5 separate regions of the Mus musculus genome follow, and all the other regions are linked to region 4. The links are chromatin contacts, called in public promoter capture Hi-C maps. All regions are on one chromosome and are shown on one strand. The core of a region is the stretch at or near the end of the contact, and the rest is flanking DNA. Distances in the headings are between cores, read along the strand shown. Region 1 holds the start of Zfp14 (zinc finger protein 14). Region 2 holds the start of Yif1b (Yip1 interacting factor homolog B (S. cerevisiae)). Region 3 holds the start of Psmd8 (proteasome (prosome, macropain) 26S subunit, non-ATPase, 8). Region 4 holds the start of Dyrk1b (dual-specificity tyrosine-(Y)-phosphorylation regulated kinase 1b). Region 5 holds the start of Zfp566 (zinc finger protein 566).

Region 1 (2,700 bases), core at 175-2,674, 1.9 Mb after region 4:
TGGAGGCTGAGGCAGGAGGATCACCCACAAATTTGAGATCACATGGGTTACAGTGAATTCCTGGTCAGTATAGGTACAAATTGTTTAAAACAAGAACAAAACGTGCTATTCTGGTAAGAAGCGTGGTTTAGCAAAGGAATCTTCCACAGTAATTAAAAACGAACTAGCAAAGCAGGCTTCGTGGATAAGAAAGCTGCAGCCTGGAATGCAGAGATGGATCAGCGGGTTACACTCTCAGCACCTACGTGACTGCTGTAACTCCAGTTCCAGAGAATCCGATGCCCTCTTCAGGGCTCCTCAGGCGCAGTCACACTCAGTGGTGCACAGAAAGAAAAGCAGACAGAAACACTCACATACGTAAAAAACGAACATGTTAAAAATTTAAAACCTGTGAGGCTGGAAACAGCTGTACTGCTAGGAGCAGTGGCTGCTCTAGCAGAGGATGCAAGTGTGATTCCCCGTACTCACATGGTGTTTCACGACCGTCTATAACTCCAGTTCCTGGGAATCAGACACCTTCTCCTGGCTTCTGCTGGTATGTGTATACACACAAATACACACACACACACACACACACACACACACATAAAAAAGAAAAAATACAAAAGACATTTGTAACCACACAAAGAGGGCCTGGACCCGCATTTAATCAGAGACATAATCTCTGAGTGATGCTTACTATCAGTCTGCATGAATCTGTCTCCTCTACCCTGACCAAGATAACACCAAACCGCTGCTTCTTTCCAAGCTAACTTCATTTTCACTTTCACAGTAATGAGGAGTAAATGTCCCCATGCCTGGAAAAACAAGGAGTACACTTCATAGGACAACGAGAAAGAAGAAAGTTAGGCTATTTTTTTTTCCGCAGTAATGTTGGGTCTCTATGTATGCAACAACAATCGTTTCCTGCTTTTATTCCCTCGCCTTCCCTAAAATGAACAAGTCTGGGGAAAAGGTCAAACCGGGAAGGTGCGGGCTTGGTAGCCTGGGGACACACCCCTCGCGACCAGCCCTTCCACACACATAACCTACTGGAAATGGAGCGCCGCGGATGGAGAGGACACTGGCCGCCACCGGAGGGGCAGGTTTGACAGGCGACGGCCACCGGGGCTGCCTGGCGGGGAGGGAGCGCGTACAAAGCAGCCCTGCGGTGGCAGCTGCGCTGTCTTTTTGTACGGAGGGCCCTCACTCTGAGGTTCACACACAGAACTCAGAGCCATGCTGGGCCTCTGGGCTCTGCAGCGGGAAGACGGAGGATGCAACGGGGTACGCGGTGTCCACTCAGCGTCACCGACTCCAAGTCTCTCAAGCCAACTAAAGACAAACCTACGCTGCCCCCGCGACAATTTCCTCAGTGCAAGGGACCAACTCACCTCTCAGAGCGGACCGGCGCTAAGCAGCCGGAAGGATGCTGCGCAGAGGCCTGTGGGAAATGTAGTCCATGGTGGGAAAGACTGGGCCAACGCAGCGGAGTGCGCAAGCGTGCTCGGGGCTGTGATGGGTGGAGGCCTCTGGGTGTGATCTTGGACCAGCTGGAAGGGCTAGGAGATTCCGCTGCCCTCTGCCCCCAAATCCCCACCCCAAACCTAGCTCACTGGGCTGGGGGTTGTGTCGTTGCCCTACCAGGGCTGAGAACACCATCATCACATTATCACATGCTTAATATGTGAGATAAGCATATTCTCACCCCAGCGAGGGTGTAGGCATGATCAGGGAACTCAGTAAAATACATTCTCCAAAGGTGCAGTCCCACATCTACCCAGGGAAAGGTTGCTCAGGCTCCTTGGAGTTCCCGCTGCCTCTGCTTTCTCCCACTGTCCCTTCTAGCCGTTGTGTATATTGGTCTAGTCGTTGGTATTGGCCTTAGGTTTTGTTTTGCAAACTGGAGATGAAGCCAAGACCTCTAAGACTGGAAAGATAATTATGCTTTCTTCTATCACAGTGGTTCTCAACCTGTTGGTCGAGATCCCCCCCCCCCTTGGGGGTCAAATGACCTTTCACAGGGACCACCTAAGACCATCAGAAAACACAGATATTTACATTAGGATTCCTAACAGTAGCAAAATTACAGTTATAAAGTAGTACCGAAAATAATTATATAGCTTGTGGATCACCACAACATGAGGAACTGTATTAATGGGTCGCAGCTTTAGGGAGGTTGAGAACCACTGCTCTAACATTTTCTTGTGTTTGTGCCAGGCCTCATCCGGTCTTCAGGAGACTGAAGCATGCAGACTGCAAATTCAAGATGAATGGAAAAAAAAAAAAAAAAAAGGAGGACATGACTGCTCCCAAGGGATTGAGATCTAAGAGAGAGCACTGGCAGGGGCGTCTGAAAGTAACCAGGGTGGCCATGACTGCCGGACTAAATGGGGCCATGTGAGGGGAGGGGGTGGGGTGTAGGACAGGCTAGAAGCCAAGAGGCCAAGTGCAGCGGGCAAGAGGTAACAAAAGGACCTTGTGCCCAAAATGACTGGGTTATACAGGAATCACAGAAGCTGGGAGATGGGAAGCCCAGGCCTGGGCTACAGAGTTTGGGATAGTGGGGGGCAAGGTATATCAGCCAGGATGTCTCTGTAATAGGTGCTGGGGATGTTGAAAGATCCTCATCGATCCTCTTGTTTCTTTCCAGAGCGCTGTTATTACAGGCATCCGTCAACATTCCCAGCGTTGGGACGTTAGTTTTAGGAACGTGACAAT
Region 2 (2,700 bases), core at 165-2,664, 1.1 Mb after region 4:
GATCAGGGTTCAAGGATGTCTTTACCTTAATGAGTTCGAAGTCAACCTAGACTGTGTAATGCCCTTTCTCAAATCAAAAGAGGTAGGGGCATACTAAGGAAGAGAAAAAGAGACACTGAGGGACACACAGGAGGAAGTTAGTTTTCAGGGTTCTATGCTCAAAGTTGTGCTTGTGTGCATTCAACTGTGAGGGCTGTATGCACCTCTGGTGGACAGAAAGCTTGAAGGAAAAGAGCCATGTGAGAACATTTTTATGAACTTCTGGGAAATTGCCTAAAGGTACCTTCGAAGAAAGTTACCAGTTCTTCTGAACTAATATGCTGAGGGCCTCTTTTTCAATCTTTTTTTTTTTTTTAAAGATTTTATTTATAGTAAGTACACTGTAGCTATCTTCAGACACACCAGAAGAGGGAGTCAGATCTTGTTACGGATGGTTGTGAGCCACCATGTGGTTGCTGGGATTTGAACTCTGGACCTTCGGAAGAGCAGTCAGGTGCTCTTACCCACTGAGCCATCTCACCAGCCCCAATCTTTTTTTTTTTTTTTTTTTGTAAGACTAGAGCTCACTATGTTCAAAGCCAGTACTCGTGACTTTTTTTTTTAAAGATTTATTTATTATGATACATAAGTACACTGTAGCTGACTTCAAACGCAGCAGAAGAGGGCGTCAGATCTCATTACAGTTGGTTGTGAGCCACCATGTGGTTGCTGGGATTTGAACTCAGGACCTTTGGAAGGACAGTCAGTGCTCTTACCCGCTGAGCCATCTCACCAGCCCACTCATGACTTTCTTTTTCAGCTTCCTCAGTATTGGGAATACAGAAGTGATCCACTAAGCTAAACTTTGTTTCTCAGCCTAAATGGGCCCTGGTGCCGCATTCCTTTAATCCTGAGCCAGACAGATCTCTGTGAGTTCCAGGCCAGCCTGGTCTACAGAGTGAGTTCCAAATCAGCTAAGGCTACACAGAGAAACCCTGTCTCGAAAAAAACCAACCAACCAACCAAATAAATAAATAAATAAATAATAAAAATGAGTGCTGCGTCTGTGTAAACGATAGATGAGCCGGCATAACTGCAATAATCCATCATTCTCCCCGCCTTTCACGCTTCTTCAGCCTCCCTGTGCTCTCAGTTAACTAAATCGAGTGCCTGCCTGTAAAGAACTACATTTTCCGTCGACTTCGGGCTCAACAATAGGAACGTTTCCTTCCTGCCTGAAGTCTTCTCCTCCTAGATCGCACCAAGCTCCGCCCTGCTGCCGCTAAGGTACGGCCTCTTCCCTTACGTCATTGGCCTCAGTTCCCGCCTCTTATGTAAGCCGACGCCCACTCAACCAGGCTGCACCCCCTCCAGAGGGTGTGGCTTTCTTGCGCTATCGTGAGACCTATTGGGTCTCTCGATACTACTGGGGCGTGGCTACGGGAACCGGGCGGGCCCATTCCAAACTGCGGCTGTGGCGTTCTCGGCCGTGGCATCTAAAGCATGCACGCGACAGGTTTGGCGGCGCCGGCGGGGACGCCCCGGCTGCGTAAGTGGCGTACGTGGCTGGCTGAGGAGATCGGGCGGGCGAGGGGTGTGGCGGGGCCGTCGCGGCGGTTGGCGAGGTCACTCCAGGTCGGACGGAGGTCACGAGATCCCGGACCTGGAGTTTCTAGGTGTGCACAGCCCAGGGATGCCAAGTCCGGGTAGGGGGCGCATCGCGGGTAGGTTCTTTAAAAAAAATTCCTTTAAAAGAAAGCAAGTTGGAGGAAAATGTAGTGCGGTGTTCAGAGAAACGCTACTTCCATTCATTTGCAGTCAGCGATTTGACCTCCTGTGCTACCCACCTTTCCGAGACTCTTCAGTGCTTAGGAACTGTCACCCACGCTCCACAGTACGGCCCCTGGGCACTCCCTGTGCGGACAGGGCCATATTTACATCCCATTTAAGAACACAACCAGTACTTATTGTCCTGCTAACCTCCTTTTTCCAGCTTCGTTAACCTCTTTTCCCAGATGTAAATTTGAATTCCTCTTGGTCTCTCAATATCTATGTCCTGTTTGTTTCATTTATTCATCTAACATAACTTGCTCCTGTGAACCCTGTGCCAGGCCCTGGGCTGGAATTTGGGTACACACTAGTAACCACCAAAGCCCTGGTCCTTGCTTTCTTACAGCTAGAGTTCAGGAGGAAGATAGACACTTTCCAAGGAAGGAAACTTGTCGGTCAACTAGAGTAGTAAGAACCAGTGTGTGTGGTGTGTGTGTGTGTGTGTGTGTGTGTGTGTGTGTAGTCCTGATTGTGACTAGGGTTTGAGGAGGCTCCATTTACCCCTTCACTCCTTAGTGTCTGGCCGGCCTGTGATATGTGACCAGCTAGCATTTATTCCTGTCATAAAGCTGCCAGTACAGAGCAATGGAACTGCTGTGATAGAAGCATGGGGGAGGGTTCATGGTGCACACCTGTAACCCTAGCACTTGGGAGTCGACTTTGAATGCCTGCCTGGGCAACATGTGTTTAAAGTAAACAGTGTGAGAAGTCAGGGGTGGATTCCCAGAGATGGCTCCAGTAAGGGCACTTGCCACCAAGCCTGACTACCTGAGATGGATCTATGGTGGACGGACACACACACACACACAAAGATGAGTTAGTTCCTTTTAATAGAGTGCTGGACAGATGATGTAGAGTGCACAGGCAGATAGGTTGGGGCTGGGATGGAGA
Region 3 (2,700 bases), core at 171-2,670, 1.0 Mb after region 4:
GATTACTTACGTTCTCTGGACTTTTATGTTCCTACTTGGAAAAGCTTGCATGCATCCTAACCCACACAACTGCCATGAATATTAGTGGAGTCAGACCTTGTAAAGCAAACACCAAAGGGCCCAAGAACACGGAGCGTACCAATTGGATTACCTCATCTTACAAATATTAGTAACTCCACTGAGAAACACGAGGCACTTGGTGCCTGACCCAGGGGGATCATGGGGTAGGGAGACGCCCATGACCTCAATTCTTCCTGTTGCTATATTTAGCTTGTTTTAGGTTTCTCTCTTGTTTAAGACAGCATCTCCCCAGGCAGGCCAATCTAGTCTAGAACTGGAGAGCCTGGTGTGAGCCTCTCGAGTGCTAGGATTACAAGTGTGGGACATCGTGTTCAGCCATTATATGCAGGTCTGGGAAGACCTCCACCACAGTGTGCCCGAGAAGGGGTAACAAGGAATGTGGGGCATTCCTTTTCCCTCCCCCCCCAGTCCATCCCAGACACCATTCCTTAGTAAACTTGGGAACCTAACACATATTTTGTTGTTGTTTACTTATTATTATTATATATATATTTTGAGACGAAGTCTATGTAGCCCAGCCTCCTCAAACTCGCTATTGAAGACCAGACTGGCCTTCTATCCGCCTGAGTGTGTTTACAACCGAAACGTGTGCTCTTCTAGGTTCGTTTTTGGCTTCAAACTGTTCCTGTTGCCCCTCTTCACACAGGTGTTTCCTAACCTCTGCTCCCTCACAGCTTACCTGGGCTTTATTTGCCACACATTCCCTCAACGTCCCGTCACCTCAGACTTATTCTTTTCACTATCTCCCCGTTTGTCACTGATCCCACTCCTTCCTGCCTCCCTCCAAGTAACAAAGCTCGAACCATCTCATTCGATTCTGCCAGAACCAATCTTTCCATCATCACTCCCTTAACGACACCTCAGGGCCCGCTCTACCAGCCTCGATCTCCCGTCTGTCACCTTCCCCCAGGCATTAGGCATCTAGGACCCGGCGACCTCTTACCTTCAGGCGGCCCAGTTCTTCTCCACATTTACTAAGGTTCGGGTTCTTCCGGTTCCACTCGTCCTTGAGTTGCTCGTACATGCCGGCCGCTGCCTGCAGGATCCCGACCGAGGTGGCCGCGGGTCCGGAGCTCGAGACGGTGGTCGACCCGTTCACCGTAGCCGCTGTGGCCGCCATCTTCCGTGATGCGGCAAGCCGCCGACCCGACTTACGGCAGCGACGCCGGGCAATGGACTCCCGGCGGAAATGAGGCCGGGAGGTGGAGCCCAAAACTGGAGGCGGAGCTACCACTGCCAGTTTCCGCCCCCCGCGGGAGGAGCGCCGCGGCTCTCCTCGGGGTGTCTTCGCAGCCCGACCCTTAATGAACATGCCGCAGCTCCGCCTCTGCTGTCATTCAAAATGGCGAACGGAAGTCCGTTCGCTCCAACTGAAAACAATGCCCACAATGTCCCGCCCACCTGTAGTCACCATGGCCACCCTCGCTGGCTTCGGCCTGTGGAATGTCCATCTTAAGGGTACCGCCTCTACGTCAAGGGGTGGCGATGTGGAGCCATTTGGAAAACTTGTCAGGTGTCACTACATAGGCAGGCTGAGAGAGGACTAGCAGGTGAGATTTAAGATTAGGCGTTCGTGTTTATCAGAGCATCATTCTTCCACGTTTTTTTCAGACTCTTTAAAAAGATTTATTTATTCATTTTATGTATATAAGTACACTGTGGCTGTCTTCAGACACCCCAGAAGAGGGTATTTGATCCCTTTATGGATGGTTGTGAGCCACCATGTGGTTGCTGGGAATTTTAGTCAGGGCTTCTGGAAGAGCAGTCAGTGCTCTTAACCACTGAGCCATTTCTCTTATTTTCTCTTATTCCATTTTTTTCTTATTTTTGAAATTAAAATAGAATTACAGACCGAGCTTTGTGGTTCACGCTTTTAATCCCAGCACTTGGGATGCAGAGGCAGGCGGATCTCTGAGTTCCAGGCCAGCCTGGCCTACAGGCATGCGTGTGTGTGTGTGTGTGTGTGTGTGTGTGTGTGCGTGCATGTGCCCATGTTGAGGTCAGAGGACAGCTTCACAGAGTCGGCTCTCTCTTTAGATCTCATGAGGCCTGGGGATCAAACCCAGGTTGTCAGGCTTGAGAGCTCCTTTATCTGCTGTGCCATCTTGAAAATAAAAGATTCTGACATCATTCTGACAGTTAACTACAGCTGTGCTGGTACAAACCAAGCGGACGTGAGCCTTTCTGAGGACTCGGGACTGATTCTGCAAGGAGGCTTTATTAGGGTCTGAATGAGACATGAGCATTCTAGCCAACCAGAAAGTCCTGGGGAGGTGGCAGGCTGCATTCCCATGAGGAGAGGCCTAAGGGTTCATGAGGAAGAGTACAGACCAGGGACTCAGGCCACCTTTGCTCTCTTAGCTTGAACATTGTCCTCTTTGGTACCTGGTCTGGAGGGACCCTCAAAACTTCCCTCTGAGCTGTGAGAATGGAGGGTGAAGCCCCCAGAAGAGGAGGAAGATGAATAGGTCTCTGGTGCCATCATGTTGTGAATCTTCCAGCGAAATGAGACCCAGGCCTTCACTATGTGAGGCCACACGAGGCAGAACAGGATGTAGAAGACAACCAGGGCTATAAAGAAGCTGGTAGACACCTGCAAGCCCAGTACAACAGTCACAA
Region 4 (2,700 bases), core at 47-2,546:
CGCCGTGGTTGTCGGTGTGTACAGGTGAGTGTCACAACAGACCTCTCCCTTACCTGTGGCCCTGAGAAGCCAAAAGTGGTTACAACTCGACCCCCTCTGATTTCCTCACAGGCCACCTCCCAAGGTGAAGAACTGAAACTCAGAGCTGTCTGGATTGAAGAGATGTGTGTTGTTACTGTTGCACGTGTGGCTTGTGATTTTTTGGGGGCGGGGGAGTTGTTTTGTTTTTCTATTAAAAGACTCATCTGTCTCCCCTGTCTGGTGCCTATTGCTAAGTGGCCTCGAGACGCATGCGCCCTTGATCAACTTTGTGTGCTTCGGGGGGTGGTGCCTGGAAAGTTTCATCCGGTCACATGGTGCATGCTCCATTGGTGGCTGCTCCGCACGTGCGCGGCTCAGCACCCTTAAGGCGCAGGCGCACTGTGCTCCGCTAGGTCACGTGAATGATGTGGGGGCGGAGCCGGGGCAGGGGGGCCGGTTTGTTGTGGTCGCCATTTTGCTGGTTGCATTACTGGGTAATCGGGGCCCTGGCTCGCCGCGTCCACCGGACACCCTCAGCCAGTGGGCAGGTCTGAGCTCGGGCTCCCCGAGCAGTTTGAATCCCCTTACCCACGCCCTCAGGTAAGGGTGCTGCGACGGGCGGGGCGGCACGCTTGGGTGGGGGGCAGGCCGGGAACCGCCCTGCCCGTCCCCGCGAGATTTAGCAAGGGAAAGGAGGGGGCTTTGGGCCGTTGCAGCGGAGTCCGGCTCTTCATAGCTGGATTCCTGGAAGAGGCTGAGCCCGAGGGAGCCGTCCTGAGAGGGAGTCGGGGAGGGGGCAGCCAGGCCCCACTCCCGCCCTTTGTTTGGGCTCGGCTGCGCTGGCCGCTTCGCTGTCGCCTAGCAACAGCTGCCCTGAGTGCTAATTGGTTAAGCTCTTGGCAGCAACAACCAATGGCGCGGTTGTTGCCATGGGAGGTGCGGCCTGCCGGGCTCTCTTGGGCCCCGCCCGCCGGGACTCCACTGGCCGGGGCGGGCCTGCCGGGTGGGGGGCGGGACGCCAGGGTCCCTGGGGGCGGGTGGCCACGCGGGGCGGGGCTGGGCCGTAGGGCGAGGGTTAACCCGCCCCTCCCCCGTCCACCTGCTGTCCCCTTCCCCCGCGTGCCCTGGTCTGACCCTCGTCCCCTCCTTTCCCCGCCCCTCCCCCTCGGTGGCAGTGGCGGCGGCTGCTGTTGTCACCCACCGGGCCGCCTGTCCCGCTTGCCCTCACCGCCGCGGGGCTGGCTAGGCTAGCCGGGCCGGGGACAGGCGGCCACCTCCTCATCGCCGCCGCCACCACCACCGCCGCCATGCTGGCCGCTCGCCCACCGCACTGGGGTCCCCATCGCGCTCCAGCCCCCCGTGGGCCCAGCGCCATCCCTGACCCGGGTAGGGGTGGGAGCTGTAAGAGCTGGTCCTAGTGTGGGAGGGCTCGGGAAGAGGTTGTTTATCTGTGAAGCCCCAATAAAGGGGACCTGGAGTGGCAAGACATAGCATAGAAGGGGATCTGACAAGGGGGAGGCTCCTAAGAAGGGGATTTTGTTCCGAAGGACACTTTTAGTGAGTGAAGTCTTGTGCGATATTTAGGGATTTGGCTGTCAGGCCCTTCTAGGAATAGGCTCAATTGTGGAATGACCCAGCGTAGAAATAGAGGAGCTAGCAAGGACCTCAGGGTAAAGAAGAAAAAGACCGTGACTCTTAGATGTTGAAAAATGACACCTCTCCCTTGTTTTCCTGAGGAGTAGGGGTCTTGGAGTAATGGGGGAATCCTAGTGGGATAAATATAGACTGCTTAAAAGAAGGATCTCTGGTTCCAGAGACCTCATATAGGGAGCAGGGAGCGGTCTTGGAGTATGGAGTCGGTCCCAGGGGAAAGTGCCGAGGTGGTTGAAACATCTATAGCTTGCATGTAAAGGAGTTCTCAGATAACCTTGGGTTTGCTGGGAGGTCCATAAGGACTGCTATGTTCTTTAGAATAGAAAGAAACTAGTGGGTAGACTGGGCTTGAAATTGGGCCCTTGGTGTTGAGGGAAGACGGTGTGAGGGCGGGGCCTTATCTGAGGGACTCAGGCTGGCCACCAGTAAAATTTTGAAGGACTGAGTTCTACTGCCCAGACTCTACACGGTTTCTGCCTTCTTTTGCTCTCCTAATTCCTGGCCTCTTTCTATCCCTCCTGCCCTGGCCTTGTACCCACCCTCTCCCACCCCTGTCTGGCTCTGATGGCTCCCTTTTACATCTCTGGATGTGATGCTTCATTCATTTTTTTTGGCTCCTCATTTGTTGAGAGACACGCTGTGCTAACCCACTTGCTACCCTTTCTGTTTGTACATGGCTACCTGGTGCTGGTGCTCTGCCCTGTCCCCTGTCTCCCCCTGGTCCTGCCCCTAACTCATACCCACCTCTTCTGACTGACCCTGACCTACATGCCTTCTTGTTCCATGTTGTCTTCCCACTTCCTACCTGCTCTCAGGTCTCAGCGGCGGTGGCAGCCGAGGTGCAGGATGCGAGAAGGCGCCCCCCGGCCGGGCTCCCGCTCCAGGCCTCACGCCCCTGCGGCCCTCTGAGCCCACCATGGCCGTCCCACCAGGCCATGGTCCTTTCTCTGGCTTTCCGGGGCCCCAGGAACACACACAGGTAGGCATTCAGCTGGCTTCTCACCTGCCTGAGGATTGAAGGGTCTC
Region 5 (2,700 bases), core at 75-2,574, 1.9 Mb after region 4:
TGCTTGCAGACAGCAGCCTAGCATAACTGTCTCCTGAGAGACTTCACCCAGCAGTGGATGGAGGCAGATGCAGAGAGCCACACTCATCAGGTGGAGCTTGGGGAGTCTTGTGGAAGAGTATGGGATAGAAGTGAGCAAGCCAGAGGGGTCAAGGATACCACAAGAAGACCCAGAGTCAACTGACCTGGGAGCATGGAGGTTCACAGAGCCTGGGTCACCAACCAGGGAGCATGGAAGAGCTGGACCTAAGCACACTCCCCACCCCACGCCTACACGTTTGTAGCAAGTGTGAGCTTGGTGTTTATGTGGGTCCCCCTAAGAAGTGGAGCGGGGGTTGTCTCCATCTCTGTTCCCTGTCATTGGATCACCCCCTACTTCGACTGCCTGATTGTGCTTCCTAGACCTGCTGGGACTAGGTGCCCCAGGGAGGGGTGGTACCCAGAGGGACTCTCCTGCCCAGAGGACAAGGTAAGGGGGAGATGGAGGGAGGGATTTGTAAGGGTAGGACTGGGAAGCGAGGAAGGAGGGTGGCTGAGATTAGGATGTAAAGTGAATTTTTAAAAGTAAACATTAAAAACAGTTGGAAATACTCATATGGCTACCCTTAATAGTCGAGATGTATAAATGCTTCAGATCCTGAAATATCAAACAGCACAAAGACTCAGTTAAGCCGCTATCCCACTTAACACGGGGAAGTCCTACACAGCTGTCCAAATAAACAAAGTAAAAGACAAAGAAAAGCATGATAGCTCACAAATGAACCTCTAAAATGAGCAAAGGCTAAAGAAGAATGCACGCAAGATACACATTCAAAACTTCACACTCACAACCCACACACAGACCCACAACAGAGACACTCGGCTATCGGAAACCTACCTACGAGAAGACAGGACTACCTACTAGGGGCTCAAAAAGTAACTTAAGCACAACTTCACTTTTACCACACAGAATCCACAGGTATCTGCGCCTGCACTGTGCTGCACGTGGTCACAACATCACACAGTCGCACGCCCCTACAGAGACAGAACACTCACCCAGTCAGCAGCTCTCCACATCCACACACAATGCCGCACGTGTCCCCAGCTCGCTCCCTCCCACTCACCAAGGGGTGGTGGCCGCCACGGTGTTAGCAGAAACTGATGCTCATCACCAGTCCAGCCCCTTAGCGCCGCGATCACTGTTCACAAATTAGCCGCACAATTCCGACTCCTCTGCCGCACAAAGCCCAGCCTCGGCGTTCGCCCCGCCTCCTCCCGGGTTCCGCACCAAAGGCCTTCCTTGCAAGCTGCCAAAGCCCTGCAATCCTTCAGTGCACCTCCCCTCTTGCCAGCAAAGCTCTGAAGTCACGCCAGGCGCGTGATCTTCCCGCGAGAAGCCAGGGAGCCCTCTGGGAAATGTAGTCAGTCCGAGGGAACGCGGCAGACAAGATGGCTCCCGATGGGCGGGGCTTCTAACGGTCCCTCAGTGTGGTGGACGAGCGGAGGACACCCCAAATAGAAACGCATCCTCAGGATACATGGAACCCTATATCAGCTTCCACTACTGCATTTAAAATCATTCAAAAAAGTTAGGAATCTGTTGATTTCCCGGACTTTTGGTATTATCTGTAGAGGATAGACTGCATCAGGAAAGGGGCGGAGAACTGGTAGGGGGCGGAGTGTGATTTGCATAGTAAGCATAATCATGCGGCTGAGACTTCTAGTAATATAATTCAGTGCAATACGAAAAAAAATATATTGAAGGGGGAAAGTTATCTCAATTTCTCAGAGAGCTAAGCCTTTGCTTGGCCACCTCTAGCGGCCGAGTTTCCCCCCGCCCCAGAAGTGTGCAGGAACAGATCTCCTCCGCAGATGTGTGACTTGTTCTGGACATGCATTTGGCTTGGTACTCATTAGCAGGTCCTGTAGGTTGAAAGGGTGGATACCAGGACCACACCTTGGATTCCCACATGCTTCTAATGCTAGCCCGCAGGAGGAGCAGGAGGATCAGGGTCATCCCTGGCTACTGAGAGGTAGTTACATTAAAAACTACAGTGGAACACTTGGAGAAAGCATCTTCCTTTGAAGTGATTTCCATAACCAATAAATATACCTAGTCCAGGAGATAACAAGTCAGTCGGTCTGAAAAAGACATTAAAGTTGGGGCTAGAGAGATGACTCAGCGATTAAGAGCACTGGCTTCTCTTCCAGAGGACCTGAGTTCAATACCCAGCCACCACATAGTGGCTCACAATCATCTATAAGAGGATATGATGCCCTCTTCTGGCCTACAGATGTATATGCAGCAGAGCACTCACATTAAATCTTTTAAAACGACATTGAAGTTAAAAGACTACATCTCTGTATAAATCAAGATTTTCTCTTCAGAAAATAGGGACAACACGGCTTACCTCACTTCTCTGTTAATTGCAAAGCTGCCACAGTCCTAACGAAATAGATACTATAAAGACATGAAGATCTTATAAGGATATGAAGTTACCCAGAATAGAATGGAGCTGAGGGAGAGCTGCCGGTAGACTACCCCAATGATAACGGGTATACTAACCAGGCATGTTAGAGGGAAGTGAAGTTTGGGATTGCTGGGTGCGGAGATTTGAATGAGCTGGCTCATAGGCTCATACATTTGAATGCTTAGTCATTAGTTTATGGAACTGCCTGGGATGGGTTAGGGGATATGGCCATGTTAGAGGAGGTGTGTTAT

Evidence for each region. Promoter capture Hi-C pulls out the DNA fragments that hold promoters and counts their contacts. Capture Hi-C pulls out chosen DNA fragments and counts their contacts.
Region 1: a contact with region 4 is called in a promoter capture Hi-C map of liver, with 3 times the contacts expected there. The contact joins the promoter of Zfp14 here to the promoter of Dyrk1b in region 4. A contact is called at or near these places in 2 of 39 promoter capture datasets (cranial neural crest and liver), 1 of 115 datasets of contacts at active chromatin or transcription factors (astrocytes) and 1 of 9 other capture datasets (liver).
Region 2: a contact with region 4 is called in a promoter capture Hi-C map of adipose tissue, with 2.2 times the contacts expected there. The contact joins the promoter of Yif1b here to the promoter of Dyrk1b in region 4. A contact is called at or near these places in 1 of 39 promoter capture datasets (liver), 3 of 484 Hi-C or Micro-C datasets (CD4 T cells and erythroblasts) and 2 of 9 other capture datasets (adipose tissue and liver).
Region 3: a promoter capture Hi-C map of liver shows a contact between it and region 4, with 4 times the contacts expected there. The contact joins the promoter of Psmd8 here to the promoter of Dyrk1b in region 4. A contact is called at or near these places in 1 of 39 promoter capture datasets (erythroid cells), 1 of 484 Hi-C or Micro-C datasets (CD8 T cells), 1 of 115 datasets of contacts at active chromatin or transcription factors (large pre-B cells) and 1 of 9 other capture datasets (liver).
Region 5: a promoter capture Hi-C map of adipose tissue shows a contact between it and region 4, with 3 times the contacts expected there. The contact joins the promoter of Zfp566 here to the promoter of Dyrk1b in region 4. A contact is called at or near these places in 2 of 39 promoter capture datasets (hippocampal neurons and liver), 1 of 484 Hi-C or Micro-C datasets (CD4 T cells), 1 of 115 datasets of contacts at active chromatin or transcription factors (astrocytes) and 2 of 9 other capture datasets (adipose tissue and liver).

Annotation. Positions count from the first base shown.
Region 1 is chr7:30,049,972-30,052,671 of GRCm38.p6, forward strand. Zfp14 (zinc finger protein 14) reads right to left here and starts at 1,425. Exons shown (of 5, transcript NM_178733.5): 1 at 1,374-1,425.
Region 2 is chr7:29,236,909-29,239,608 of GRCm38.p6, forward strand. It overlaps Yif1b (Yip1 interacting factor homolog B (S. cerevisiae)), which reads left to right and starts at 1,415. Exons shown (of 8, transcript NM_001110201.1): 1 at 1,415-1,528. The coding sequence starts at 1,483.
Region 3 is chr7:29,179,253-29,181,952 of GRCm38.p6, forward strand. Psmd8 (proteasome (prosome, macropain) 26S subunit, non-ATPase, 8) reads right to left here and starts at 1,421. Exons shown (of 7, transcript NM_026545.3): 1 at 1,025-1,421. The coding sequence starts at 1,393. It overlaps Catsperg1 (cation channel sperm associated auxiliary subunit gamma 1), which reads right to left. Exons shown (of 28, transcript NM_001368407.1): 28 at 2,280-2,674. The coding sequence ends at 2,420.
Region 4 is chr7:28,179,020-28,181,719 of GRCm38.p6, forward strand. It overlaps Dyrk1b (dual-specificity tyrosine-(Y)-phosphorylation regulated kinase 1b), which reads left to right and starts at 1,297. Exons shown (of 11, transcript NM_001271370.1): 1 at 1,297-1,407; 2 at 2,490-2,653. The coding sequence starts at 1,329. It overlaps Fbl (fibrillarin), which reads left to right. Exons shown (of 9, transcript NM_007991.3): 8 at 1-24; 9 at 112-250. The coding sequence ends at 136.
Region 5 is chr7:30,089,186-30,091,885 of GRCm38.p6, forward strand. It overlaps Zfp566 (zinc finger protein 566), which reads right to left and starts at 1,325. Exons shown (of 4, transcript NM_152814.2): 1 at 1,103-1,325.